Regions from separate parts of the Arachis hypogaea genome. Here region 2 is linked to region 1. The links are chromatin contacts, called in public Hi-C maps. All regions are on one chromosome and are shown on one strand. Each heading gives the region's core, a stretch centred on a gene start, on an enhancer-like site or on the middle of the called end of the contact. The rest is flanking DNA. Distances are from core to core; before and after follow the strand shown.

Region 1 (6,161 bases), core at 2,343-4,842:
TAAGTCAGTAGCTTCCCCTATTCCTATTTATGATATGCAAGTGTCTTTATTTCTTATTTCGACCGAAATTGATTCTGTTCCGTGCGTATAGAGCCGAGGTATAGCGACTCCTTCTGCCTGCTACTGTGCTCAGGTGGAAGAGGTATATGTCGGCTGAGTTGGAACACCGTGGCGGGAGCACCTGCAAAAAGCACTCCGATGCTCAAGTAAGAATGTGAGTTATGAGAATATGAGAGAAATAAATCAGAGTGAGTTCTGTGACCTGTCCTGTGGGTTGTGTTCTCTGAGCCTTTATAGGCGAGTGGTGTTGGTTTGTTCCGATGTATATGATCGGTGCCGTTATCAGTATCTTTTGGTTATGTAGAGTCGTGATCTATTCTGTTTAGTGGGTTCTGTTATTATAGGCAACAACTAGGAGATAATGTTGACTTAGTTAGGGGTTTATGTTGTAGTCTCTCTGTTTCCGATCTTTGAGCTCGGTTTCGATTTTGGCTTTATCCCCGAGTATAACGGGGTACACGTCATAGCCCCCAAGCTCGGCTGGTGTTATGCAAGGAACGGTAGCCGAGCTTTTGACAGTTCTGCGTTCGATTTTTCTTTTTGCGTGGTTAGTGTTGTTGGGCCTGCTTTTTGCTTGAAAGGATTGTGAAAGGGTTTTGGATGGTTGGTTTTCTTTTGGTGAGCCGTGTCGTCTTTATTGCGCTTTATTACCGTTTGGGTTTCCCACGTTTGTAGTGGGTGTGAATTTAAGTTACCCACTAAAATAGTGGGCTTGCAATAATCGTTTCTTTTGGAACTTACGCTTTGCTGCTTCATCTTCTCATCGTTTTATTTTTGCTATGTCTTCGAAAGGTTAGCATTTCTTCTCTTACTTTTTACTGTTACTGTTTTTGCCTATTCATGGCGGGAGAAAAGTTGAAAGAGAAGCTGAAAGCTGTTGAGGTTAGGGAAGATGATCTCTATCACTGGGTTCATGAGGATGTTAGAACTCGTTCCTCTTCTTTCACTAGTGTCGATTCCCTTTCTGAGTTAAAAGTTTTGGACTTCGTAAAAGGTGGTTCTGGTGTCACCATTGAACTTCTCCTGTGTTCCAGTGATGATAGGGTTTATGAGAGAAGGGGTGATTGGTTGTATTTCTACATGTATACCCCATGCATGGTAGAACTTGGTGTGAAATTTTCATTTTCTCCTTTCGAATGTGATGTCCTTACTCAACTGAATTGTGCACCATTGCAGCTACACCCCAACTCTTGGGCGTTTCTTCGCGCCTTTTAGTGTCTAATGGATTACCTTTCGTTTCCTTGTTTGTTGCCGTTGTTCTTCTCGCTTTTTCAAGCGAAGGGTGTTCGGAAGGGTTTGTGGGTTTGCCTTAGCAGTTTCCCTGGTCGTTCCCTGTTTCTTCTTTATAAATCTTCTTTTAAAAACTTCAAATCTCTTTTTGTTAAAGTTCGATCGGTTGAGTCCGAGTACCCATTTTATTTGGATGATGAACTTAGTGAAAAGTTTTCCCTTTATTGGTGCTCTGAGCCGAGTCAAATCCTTGAGGCTTTTGAGTGGAATGAAGAAGAGGAATTTGTGTTGGATTTTCTGGTTGAGAGTGTTGCTGCTGGGGAGTGTATGTCTATTTCTGATATTCTGCGTTTTTTTTATTCGGGTGATACTGAGGGCTTGAAAACTTATATAGGTAATGGCTTGGTTGTTTGTTGTTTGCATTGTTGTTTGTTGTTTTTCTGATATTGGTGGTTTTTTGTAGGTGGTCGGGTTCCTCTCTTGGATCCTTCGAAGTTGCAGTCCTTTTTGAACAAGAAAAAAGAGAAAGGTGTTGGCGGTTCATTTGATCGAAGGGATGGCGGTGAGCAGGCTTTTTCTTCTGCTGCTCGTCTGGCGTCGTCATTCAAGAGAAAAAGGGATGACACGTCTTTGGAGATCATCTCGGAAGGTGACCAGGAGGTGGTTGGAGGTGGCGGGCTTGCTTTTGATCGACAGAAAAAACTTCATGGCTTCGTTGCAGGATGTAGCTCTCAGTCTCTTTGGAGTGAGCAGTTTAATTTTGCCAAGCTTTATGATAGGGCATCTCAATATCCTGGAGACATGCTTATGACCCGCCGGATTGGTATGGAGGCACTCGGCAAATTCGTTCAGGTTGTTTTACTTTTGTCAGGACTCTTTTTTATTCTTCCTTTGTAATCTTGTTCTTATTTCGGAGAAGTCTTTACAGATTGTTGCTTCTCACTTGATGTGTGTTGGTCGCACCACCGAGCTTATTGGTGCCGAGCAGCAGGGAGCGGTGGATAAAATTGCTGATTTAGAGAAATCGTATAAGGCGAGGATTGCCGAATTGGAGAAGTTAGCAAAAGAGAAGGATGATGCTGCTATTAGTGCTGTTGCTAGGGCGAAGGAGTTTGAGGAAGAGGTAGCTCGCTTGAGGGACCAGATTCGGCTATTGCAGGCTGAGGTGAAGGAAAACGATGTGGCTAAAGGTCGGCTTACATCTCGTGTTCATGAGTTGGAAGAAAATGGGATGGAGATGTTCTCCTATGGCTTTGAACGTGTTGTGAGCCAAATTGCTCTGCTGGCTCCAGAGTTTGATAGGGATCGGCTTGATATGACGAAGATAGTGGTTGGCGGGAAATTAGTTGTAGATGGGGGCTGTAGAGGAGCATGGCAAGAATGCCCCTCTTTCTTAGTTTAAATTTGATGTTTGCTTGTTTTGTATTTTGTTTTGGAACTTATCATCATATACTTGCGGGTGTTGGATATTGTTATTTTGAACTTGTTCACTGGTGCCGACCATTGCTTGGTCGGTTTGTGTTGATATTTATCGTTTTTTGATACTTTGTTTGATATTTTGTTTTTTGCGACTAGGATAGGAGAAAGTTGTGTGAGACTAGATATGATTGATTATAAATTTGAATATTGATAATGAAGTGTATTGTGCGTCGGGCCTCGTTAAAACCCACCTTAGGCAAAAACCCCTTTCTTGGGAAAAAAGGCTCTAAGAGGGAAAAAGAGTACCTTCATTCGCGATTTGTACAAATTTAAGATCGGTACATCTTTAGAGAGGAGATATTCCAGCTTCCTGATATTGGATTGCCTTGTAGTGTTTGTAGTTGATAAGCCCCCAAGTCGAGTACCTTGACCACTCGGAATGGTCCTTCCCAATTAGTTGCAAGCTTTCCATGTGTTGGGGGTCGTCTGGCTTCTTCTGTTTGTCTGAGTACTAGGTCACCTTCTGTGAATGTCCTCAGAAAGACCCTTTTGTTTTGTTTTTTCTCAGCTAGTTGTTTCATAGCTCTTTGTTTGATTGCTGCTATCTCCCTGGTTTCTTCAGTTAGGTCAAGCTCGGCGTTCCTTGTGCTTGAGTTGTGTTGCTCATCATATAGCTCGGTTCTCAATGTTGGGATGCCGACCTCAATAGGAATCAGTGCTTCCAACCCATAGACTAGTTTGAAGGGCGTCTCGCCCGTGGTGGTTTGTATCGTTGTGTTGTAACTCCACAATATTTCTGGAATCAGTTCCGCCCATTCTCCTTTTGCATTATTAAGTTTTTTCTTTATTGCCTGCAATATAACTCGGTTAGCAGCTTCGTCCATTAGTTTGTGGGTGTTCGACCGAGCTAAAATGGTGCTGTATGTTAAAGTTTCTTAGAAGTGAGCCGAGCTTATTGTCTGTAAATTGCCTACCATTATCAGACACTATTTCCCTTGGTATTCCAAATCGGCATATAATGTTTTTCCATATGAATGTTTGTACTTTTTCGGCTGTTATTCTTGCTAATGGTTGTGCTTCTATCCATTTTGAAAAATAATCTATTGCTACTAAAAGAAATTTTACCTGGCCTGGCACTATTGGAAACGGGCCGAGGATGTCGAGCCCCCATCTATGGAATGGCCAGCTTACCTCCATGCTATGCAATACCTCGGCCAGCCTTGCAGATATGGCTGCGTGCTTCTGACAGTTGTCGCATGTTTTGACTTTCGTTATGAATCCCTTTTTATGGTTGGCCAATGATACCCGGTTCGGACGATCTTAGCTACGAGAGCTCGTCCTCCAATGTGGTTTCCACAAACACCTGCATGAATTTCGTCCATCACTTCCTTTGCTTCATCTTTGTTTAGACATCTTAGCAATGGTTTTCCTGCTATGCTTGTGTAAAGACTTGCCTTTCGTCTGAAGTGTTGTGGATTGTGTTTGCCTCTGGGTATGAAGCCTGTATTGATATATTCAATGAAAGGTGTCCTCCAATCATGGAGATGGTTAATGTTCGTCAGAGGAAATAATTCAGTGCTCGGTTTTTTTAATGAGAGTTGTGTTAAGGCCGATGTCTGTGTGTCTGCCCTAGTGGCGGTAAGTTTGGATAATACGTCTGCTCTAACATTTTTTTCTCTATTCACATGCAGTATAACGAACGAATTGAATTTTGAAATGAGATCCTTTGCTATGAGCCAGTATTGCTCTAGCAAAGGATCTTTTACCTGAAATTCTCCTCGGATCTGTTGGACCACCAAGAGGGAGTCACAATGTGCTGTCAAGCTTTGTACTTGGAAGCTCAGGGCGAGCTTGAGTCCTGCAATGAGGGCCTCATACTCGGCCTGGTTGTTGCTTGCTGGGAAATGGAACTGGAGGGCTTGTTCGGATATCACTTTGTCTCCCTCTTTGAGAATTATCCCTGCTCCACTTCCTTCTCGGCTTGATGCCCCATCAACGTGTAGCTCCCATGACTTGCTGTGCTCATCAGGGGTCAGTTCTGAGATGAAGTCAACAAGTATTTGTGATTTTAGGGCCGACCTTGGTTGGAACTGGATATCAAATTTTGAGAGCTCGATAGACCATTTGGTGAGACGTCCGGCCAGTTCTGGTTTTGTCAGTATTTGTCTTAATGGTTGGTTCGTCCTCACTACTATTGTGTGGCTTTGGAAGTATTGTCTTAGTCTTCTTGCTGTGATCACAAGTGCCAAGGCGAGTTGTTCTATCCTCGGATACATCTGTTTCGTTGGTTGCATGACTCTGCTGACGAAGTATACTGGCTGTTGTATTTTTCCTGTTTCGATGACAAGAGCCGAACTTATAGAATAGTTAGAAACAGACAAATATAAGTATAAAGGTTTACCGATTTCTGGTCTTTGCAGTACGGGTGGTGATGATAGGATGGCTTTGAGCTCGGTGAAAGCTTTCTTGCCCTCTTCTGTCCAGTGAAATTTCTTATTCTTTAATATTGTTTGGAAGAAATGGTATGATCGACTTGATACTGCGGGTAGGAACCGAGATAGTGCAGCTACCTTCTCTGCCAATTGTTGTACCTCTTTTATCGTTTTAGGACTTGCCATGTTAACTATTGCCTCACACTTTTCTGGGTTTGCTTCAATTCCTCGTGATGTAAGCATGAAGCCGAGGAACTTCCCCCCTTGTACTCCAAAGGCACATTTCTCTGGGTTGAGTCTCATATTATATGCTCGTATCTGTTCAAATATCTCCTTGAGGTCATCACAGTGTGATATTTTCTGAGTGGTTTTGGCGACCATATCATCTACATAGATTTCCATGTTTCGTCCTATTTGATGATGGAAGACTTTGTCCATCAGGCGTTGGTAAGTTGCACCTGCATTCTTGAGACCAAATGGCATTACTCTATAACAAAAATTTTCATGTTCAGTTATAAATGCTGTCTTACTTTGGTCTTCTGGATGCATGAGTATCTGGTTGTATCTAGAATATGCATCCATAAAACTCAAGCTTTTAAAGCCTGATGCATTGTCTATGAGCTTATCAATGCATGGTAAAGGGTAGGCATCTTTAGGGCATGCCTTGTTTAAATCTGTAAAGTCGACGCACATGCGCCATTTACCTGAGTTTTTCCTTACCATTATCACATTTGAGAGTCATGTGGTGAAGCGGATTTCTCTAATGAAGTTGGCTTGCAAAAGTTTGCTGGTTCCTTCCAGGGCTGCCTTTGATTTCTCTGCTCCTAAATTCCTTTTCTTTTGAGCTATAGGTCGGCTTGCTCTGTTAGTGGCGAGCTTGTGACAGATAACGTCTGGGCTTATACCTGGCATGTCCGCCGGGGTCCAAGCGAATAAATCAGCGTTGGCTTATAATATCTTGATAAGATCCGACCTTTCTTGTCCTTGTAGCGCCTGGTCGATGTATGTTACCTGTTCCGG
Region 2 (6,161 bases), core at 2,011-4,510, 430 kb after region 1:
CGACCGTTACAGCTAATGGTTTATTTGATTTATTCTGTTCTAGCTAATATTCAAAAGGGATTGGCATGTATTGTTATATAGTCTATCCCTTTAAGTCCTAGCCATATCTTCTGTATCTATATGATGAGGATGAGGACAAAGATTTCTTGTCCTCTTTTGCAAACTAATATTAATATAATTTCATTTTCTATCAAGAAAGAAGATAAGACTGACTGTAAAACGTACTCCAAATACTGAAGAGGGAAGCAGATACGTGAATTCATGAAAGAAAATAAAAGAGAGGTAAAGGACAGGAAAAACAACTCGCCTGCTGCACATCAAGGCCACGAGCCCAAACATCTGTTGTTATTAGTACACGAGTTGTACCAGAGCGAAACTCTGCCATGATTGCATCTCTTTCTCTCTGTGGCATGTCGCCATGCATTGCTGAGACGGTGAAATTATTGTTACGCATTTTCTCAGTTAACCAATCCACCTGTCCCAAATGAACACAAATATTAGAATGTGATGGACAATAAATGAATAAACTAAAAGATCATCAACACCAAACTCATTAGTACAGAGAGTAGATATATATTATAGCACAGCATTTAATAATCTACTTTTTACAATGCACTCGATCGGGAAGAGAAATGGGATGCCCATCCTACAAAACTGGAACTTCTTATTTACCTTTCGCTTAGTGTTGCAGAATATAACAGCTTGAGTAATAGTGAGTGTATCATAAAGATCACACAGGGTATCAAATTTCCATTCTTCCCTTTCAACGGCAACAAAAAATTGCTTGATGCCCTGTTGTTCAGGAGTAGGGAAGTTGTATCAGTGATCAATATCCTCCAGTTAAAAGGGAAAAGGTAGTCGGCAATGGAAAAAAAGCTACTCACCTCTAATGTCAACTCATCACGTTTTACAAGAATCCTTATAGGATCTGTCATGAACTTGTTTGTCATTTCCAGTATTTCATGAGGAAGGGTAGCAGAAATCAAGACAACCTACATCATAAAAACAGATTAAATACAGTATACTTCATGGTGCTAATAAGGCTCTGGTCAATTACAACACAGGATGAAATGGAGAAAAAGATACAGACGAGACTGTTCCACAAGATCTGCAGCATGGGCAATATTCATATGATACCCATATGTAACTGCCAAGCGAGGACCCTAAAAGACACCTACGGTAAATCAATATAGCAACCTCAGAAATAGACATTTGGGTCACTGGACCAGCATAAGTTTGTCAACCAGAAATCATCTGGAACTAAAATTAGAGTAAAGAATATCTTCCTCACCTAAAGTGCTTCAGTTTTTTTAGCTAAGAAAACAAAAGCAATGTTTATCTAAAATTTGTATGTCCTTTATTACTTAAACAAAGCATATTTTCTCAAAAAACTAATCAGAGTCTATCTTTTGGTCATAACATCAAACTGAACTCTCAAGTCTCATGCCACTGACTTTTAAGTTCTAATTTTTACTAAACAGATTGTACACACTACACAAACAAGTCTACAAATGCCTTTAAGAACCTTCACACTTCCATAATCTCTACCCAAATTTTTATTACTTGAAATGACAGTATTGTTCAATATAATATCTGTTTATTTTAATATCATACCTCAAACTATATTCAGCCACTATCCACTTGCCAAAGACTTACTATAAATATGCATCTTTGATTGAACGATAAACATATAACATTTGCACCTGTATAAATTTCTTTTGAATAATATTAGGCAACATCAGGGCATCAAGAAAGAGAGAACCTGAAGATCTGGGGGGAGATATCTATACACATCATAAATCTGATCTTTAAACCCTCTGCTCAACATTTCATCAGATTCATCCTGTCAATGAAATGAAAATCATAAGATACTCCATGACAATATAAGCACAACTATTTATAATATAAATACAATCAAGTACAGGCAAATGAGAAGCAATGAACTCACAAGAACTAGCATCTTTATATCTCTTGTACGCAATGTTCTCCTCTTGATCATGTCACAGACACGACCAGGAGTTCCCGACACCACGTGAACTCCATACTCAAGCTTCCTTATATCTTCTCCCACACTTTTACCCCCAATGCAAGCATGTGCTTGTATGTTTATGAAATCCCCAATAGCCAATATAACCTTTTCAGTCTGTGAGGCCAGTTCCCTTGTTGGAGACAATATTAAGGCCTGGACTCTGTTCAGAAATTACAAAACCCAAACCAAAATAAGTAAACAAACAACACACATGCAAAAGACGATAATAATCGCATAAATCTCGCAAAAAATCACCTAATGAAATTACTTCGGGATAGAATTATGCTCCTAGCTTTACTAACATAATAACATTACATGACAGAAGAGAATAGAGAAAAGTTTCTTAGGAGATAGCTATCAGGTTCACTCAATTACCATGCATACCATATACAGAATTCTCTATACTGCTGCTGCATATTACACACGTGATTGCACCCAACAAGGTGCTTATAATCAAATCAGGAATAACTAAGGAACTGAGTACCAAAACGAATCTTGTAAGCATTAACATTTAAAACAGATATTCAATTTCTCCTCATTATCCTTCAATAGAATTCCTAAATTCATACCACCACATAACCTATCGTTATAAAATATTTGAAAACCCTAATCTATAAATTAAAACCCAACTTAAACAAATTTGTGTGTGCATTAAGCAGTAGAATTCTTTTCCTTTTTTTAAATTCGTAATAATGCTTAAACAAATGCAGTAAAACAGAAACAAAATAAAAACGAAAAGTGAAATTGAAGGTGCGTACTCTCTCTTGGAGGTATCAACGAACTGGCAAACGGTGAGTGCAATCATGGAGGTCTTGCCGGTTCCAGATTGAGCCTGAGCGATGACGTCACGGCCCTGTATGATTGGCGTCACGGCACGCTGTTGGATTGCGGAGGGTTTCTCGAATCCGTACTGGTAGATCCCTCTGAGCAGATCGTCCTTTATTCCCATCTCCTCGAAGCTCGCTATCGCCTTTACCCCCTCCGTCGTCTCGAACTCCAGCTCCTCCGCAGCGTTCGCCGCACGCCGCCGGTTGGCCGGCACCACCGACGTCGTCGCCATCACCTCCAGAAAACTCAAATTAAAAAAGAAAAAAGGCTTTTTTTGGGGTATGTTTCAAGGTTTTGGCGATTTTGGTTCGTGGGAGCTGGGAAGTAGGAGGAGAGAGAAAGAGAGAAGGTAACGGGAGTGTTGTTCGTGTTTGTGTTGGTTGTTTCTGTGCCCTAAACCAGATAGAAAAAATTTAAAAGGGTTAGTCGATAAGTTTGGATGTTCAGCCCAATAAGGCCCATAATGTTTGGGCGTTTGCTAATTTGGACCTCTTATTCTTTTCTCATTGGAAATGAACGGATTACCCAAGAGCTTGAAATTATCTAACAATCTTATTTTTCTCCGACCCAAATGTGGATGAAATGTATAATTAAATTCTATAAGAACCATGACCAAAAAAATAAAAAATCTATAAGAACCAAGAAGAATGAGCCAAGCTTAAATGGTATAGTCTTTTCATCTTCATCTAAAAATCTTGAGTTTGAATCTCACTCCTAACTTAAAAAAAAAAAAAAAAGAGAAATAGAGAATGAGAAAGAAAACGCACAAAACTGGGGAACAACTGAAAAGGAAAAAGGAAATGCAGGTTTCTATATTGTGGAGTTAGCAAGTGATGATGAGAAAGACAACACTATGAAAGACATTCAGAAAGAAATCAAGATAGGCAATTAGGAGGAGTTAGGGAGATATGACAAAAATAAAAACCTATGCAAACGGGTAAAGCCTGCCATCTTTTTTCTTTTGGAAACTAGAGCTAAGAAAAATTATGTAAACAAGATAGAAGAAAGCTTAAATTTAATATGGCTTTTTTTTATTAAACTTAGGGGTTGTCCGGAGGTCTGTGCATTTTGTAGAATAGTAATATTAATGTTAATGTTTATTCGTGGTGTGATAACTTTATAAAGGCAACAATTAAATATAAAAATAATGTTGAATGGGAAGAAAATTTTATTTATGGCCATCCTAATCCAAAAAAAAGGAAAGAATTATGGGATCAACTCACTGCAGGAAATATTAATTCTGAAAAACCAAAATTATACATTAGTGATTTGAATGAAATCCTCAACCAAGAAGAAAAAATTGAATTACACCCGAAGTCTAGAAGTCAAGTGCAATGCTTTTGAAATTTTGTGGACAAGAACGCACTTATAGACATATATTTAAAAGGTTTAAAATTTATATGGTTCAGTAATTCTAGAAATGAATTTATGACTAGGAAAAGAATAGGTAGGACGTTAACAAATTAGAAATGGAGAAGATTTTTTCAGAGTGCTTCTCTTACAGCCTGGCCAATAGTAAGTTCAGATCATTCTCTTTTAGTATTAGATCTTGAGCTAAAGGTAAGAGCAAGTAAGTTTTTTAAATTTGAAGCATATTGGGCTAAACATAAAAAATGCAAGGAGATCATTGAAAATGGTTGAAAAAGAGGGAATGGGACTGAATCGGAGGATTGGAACAAGATTCAGAGAAGGATGGAGAGCTGTAAAAAGGAGTTAAAAAATTGGAGTGGAACCACTTTTAAAAGAGCATATAAGGAAATTGAAAAGCTGAAGATTAAGTTACAAACTTGACAGGATTCAGAATTTATAGAGGAGCAACAAAAGAAAATACTATCAACTAAAGAGAGACTAACTCAATTTTAGAGATAAGAGAAGATGTTTTAGGGATAAAGAGTTAGAGTGAAGTGGTTGAGATTCAGAGATATGAATACTGCCTTTTTTTATGCTTTCACTATCCAAAGGAGAGATGAAAATCGTATTGAAAAACTGGGAGACTCATGGGGCGAATGGATTAGTGGTGAAAAAGAGATAATAAATCTCATTGTTAATTATTATGAAAAGTTGTTAATGACTAAAAGAAGATTAAATGTAACACCACATATTTTTAGAAAATAAATAATAAATTATTTATGTTTATATATATGATTTTATTTATAGAAAACAATCTTTACAAAAAAAAAATAAATAATAATAAATAAATTAAAGTTATAAGACTTTGAGTTTTAAATTAATTCGGATTTATATAAATTTTAATTATAATTAGATATTTTTTATTTATTGAAATTAATGGTTCTTACTTAATTAAAATTCAAAGTTTTAGTAATTAGAGATAAAAGAGAGTTTTATATATAATTTAAATTGAATAATTAAAATTTTTTATTAATATTATGAACTAAAAAAAATTTACTTATTTATCTCTAATTTTAAATTAGAGTATTTAATTAAAAATAATTTGTAATTTAAAAAATAAGTAGTATTCTTAAAATTAATTATATTGATTAAATTTGGTTTTAAATTCAAACTCTACTCAAATCCTAAATTCCCAATTCTAAACCCAAATTCCTAATTCACTAATCCTAACCCTAATTTCTAAAACACAGACACGTATCTCCACACCTGTTTGTTTCTCAATGAGCCACGCTCACTTCCTCCCCACTCACCCACCGCCAACCCCTCACCCCATATACAAATAACACATAGCTTCAGCAAACAAAAAAGAGAAAGAAAAGAAAAAAAATCAGAAGGAGAGAAATGAGAGATGGAGATCGAGAGAGTTGAGAGGAGCGATCGGAGCCTGAGGGAGAAGAAGAAGAGAGGGGAAGGGATGGCGCTGTGGGGTTTGCTACCGCGCTGTCGCGTCCAGCTCGCCCCTCGCGTCTCACTGCCGTCGGCATCGTCATCAGGAGAGTCAGGAGAGAGAGAGAAGGACGAACTCGCGAGGGAAAGAAAGGAGGTTGTGCCCGCAGCCGTCGAAGCCATCGTCGCGCCAGTCGACGCCACTGCCGATGATGGAGCCGTCACCGAAGCCCGTGTCACCATCATTCTTGCCAACTTGCCTGAGAGAAGCTCGTGGATGGAGGAAGGATGGCGGAGAGAAGAACGCCATTGAGAGAGGGAAGACGCCGCTGTCATGCTTCACGATCACGGTGATGGAGCCCGCACCGCCGTCACCCATGGCTGCCGCTCTTACCGCCACTCTATTTGGTTCTATTTTGAGCCACGCCACTAATGAGCGGATAATTTATACGCTTTTTGGCATTATTTTTATATAGTTTTCAATATGATTTAGTTAGTTTTTAGTATA

Evidence for each region. A called contact is a pair of places that touch in the nucleus more often than the background predicts.
Region 2: a contact with region 1 is called in a Hi-C map of leaf, with 2.6 times the contacts expected there. The contact joins the promoter of LOC112741826 here to the promoter of LOC140178534 in region 1. A contact is called at or near these places in 2 of 8 Hi-C or Micro-C datasets (leaf and an unstated tissue).

The regions. Positions count from the first base shown.
Region 1 is chr14:22,264,903-22,271,063 of arahy.Tifrunner.gnm2.J5K5, forward strand. It overlaps LOC140178534, which reads right to left and starts at 3,593. Exons shown (of 1, transcript XM_072215710.1): 1 at 3,039-3,593. The coding sequence starts at 3,593. The coding sequence ends at 3,039. It overlaps LOC140178533, which reads left to right. Exons shown (of 6, transcript XM_072215709.1): 5 at 1,754-2,142; 6 at 2,219-2,844. The coding sequence ends at 2,692. LOC112742403 reads right to left here. Exons shown (of 1, transcript XM_025791643.1): 1 at 6,079-6,161. The coding sequence ends at 6,079.
Region 2 is chr14:22,690,648-22,696,808 of arahy.Tifrunner.gnm2.J5K5, forward strand. LOC112741826 (eukaryotic initiation factor 4A-3) reads right to left here and starts at 3,261. Exons shown (of 8, transcript XM_025790948.3): 1 at 2,788-3,261; 2 at 1,949-2,189; 3 at 1,763-1,843; 4 at 885-992; 5 at 673-792; 6 at 308-475. The coding sequence starts at 3,089.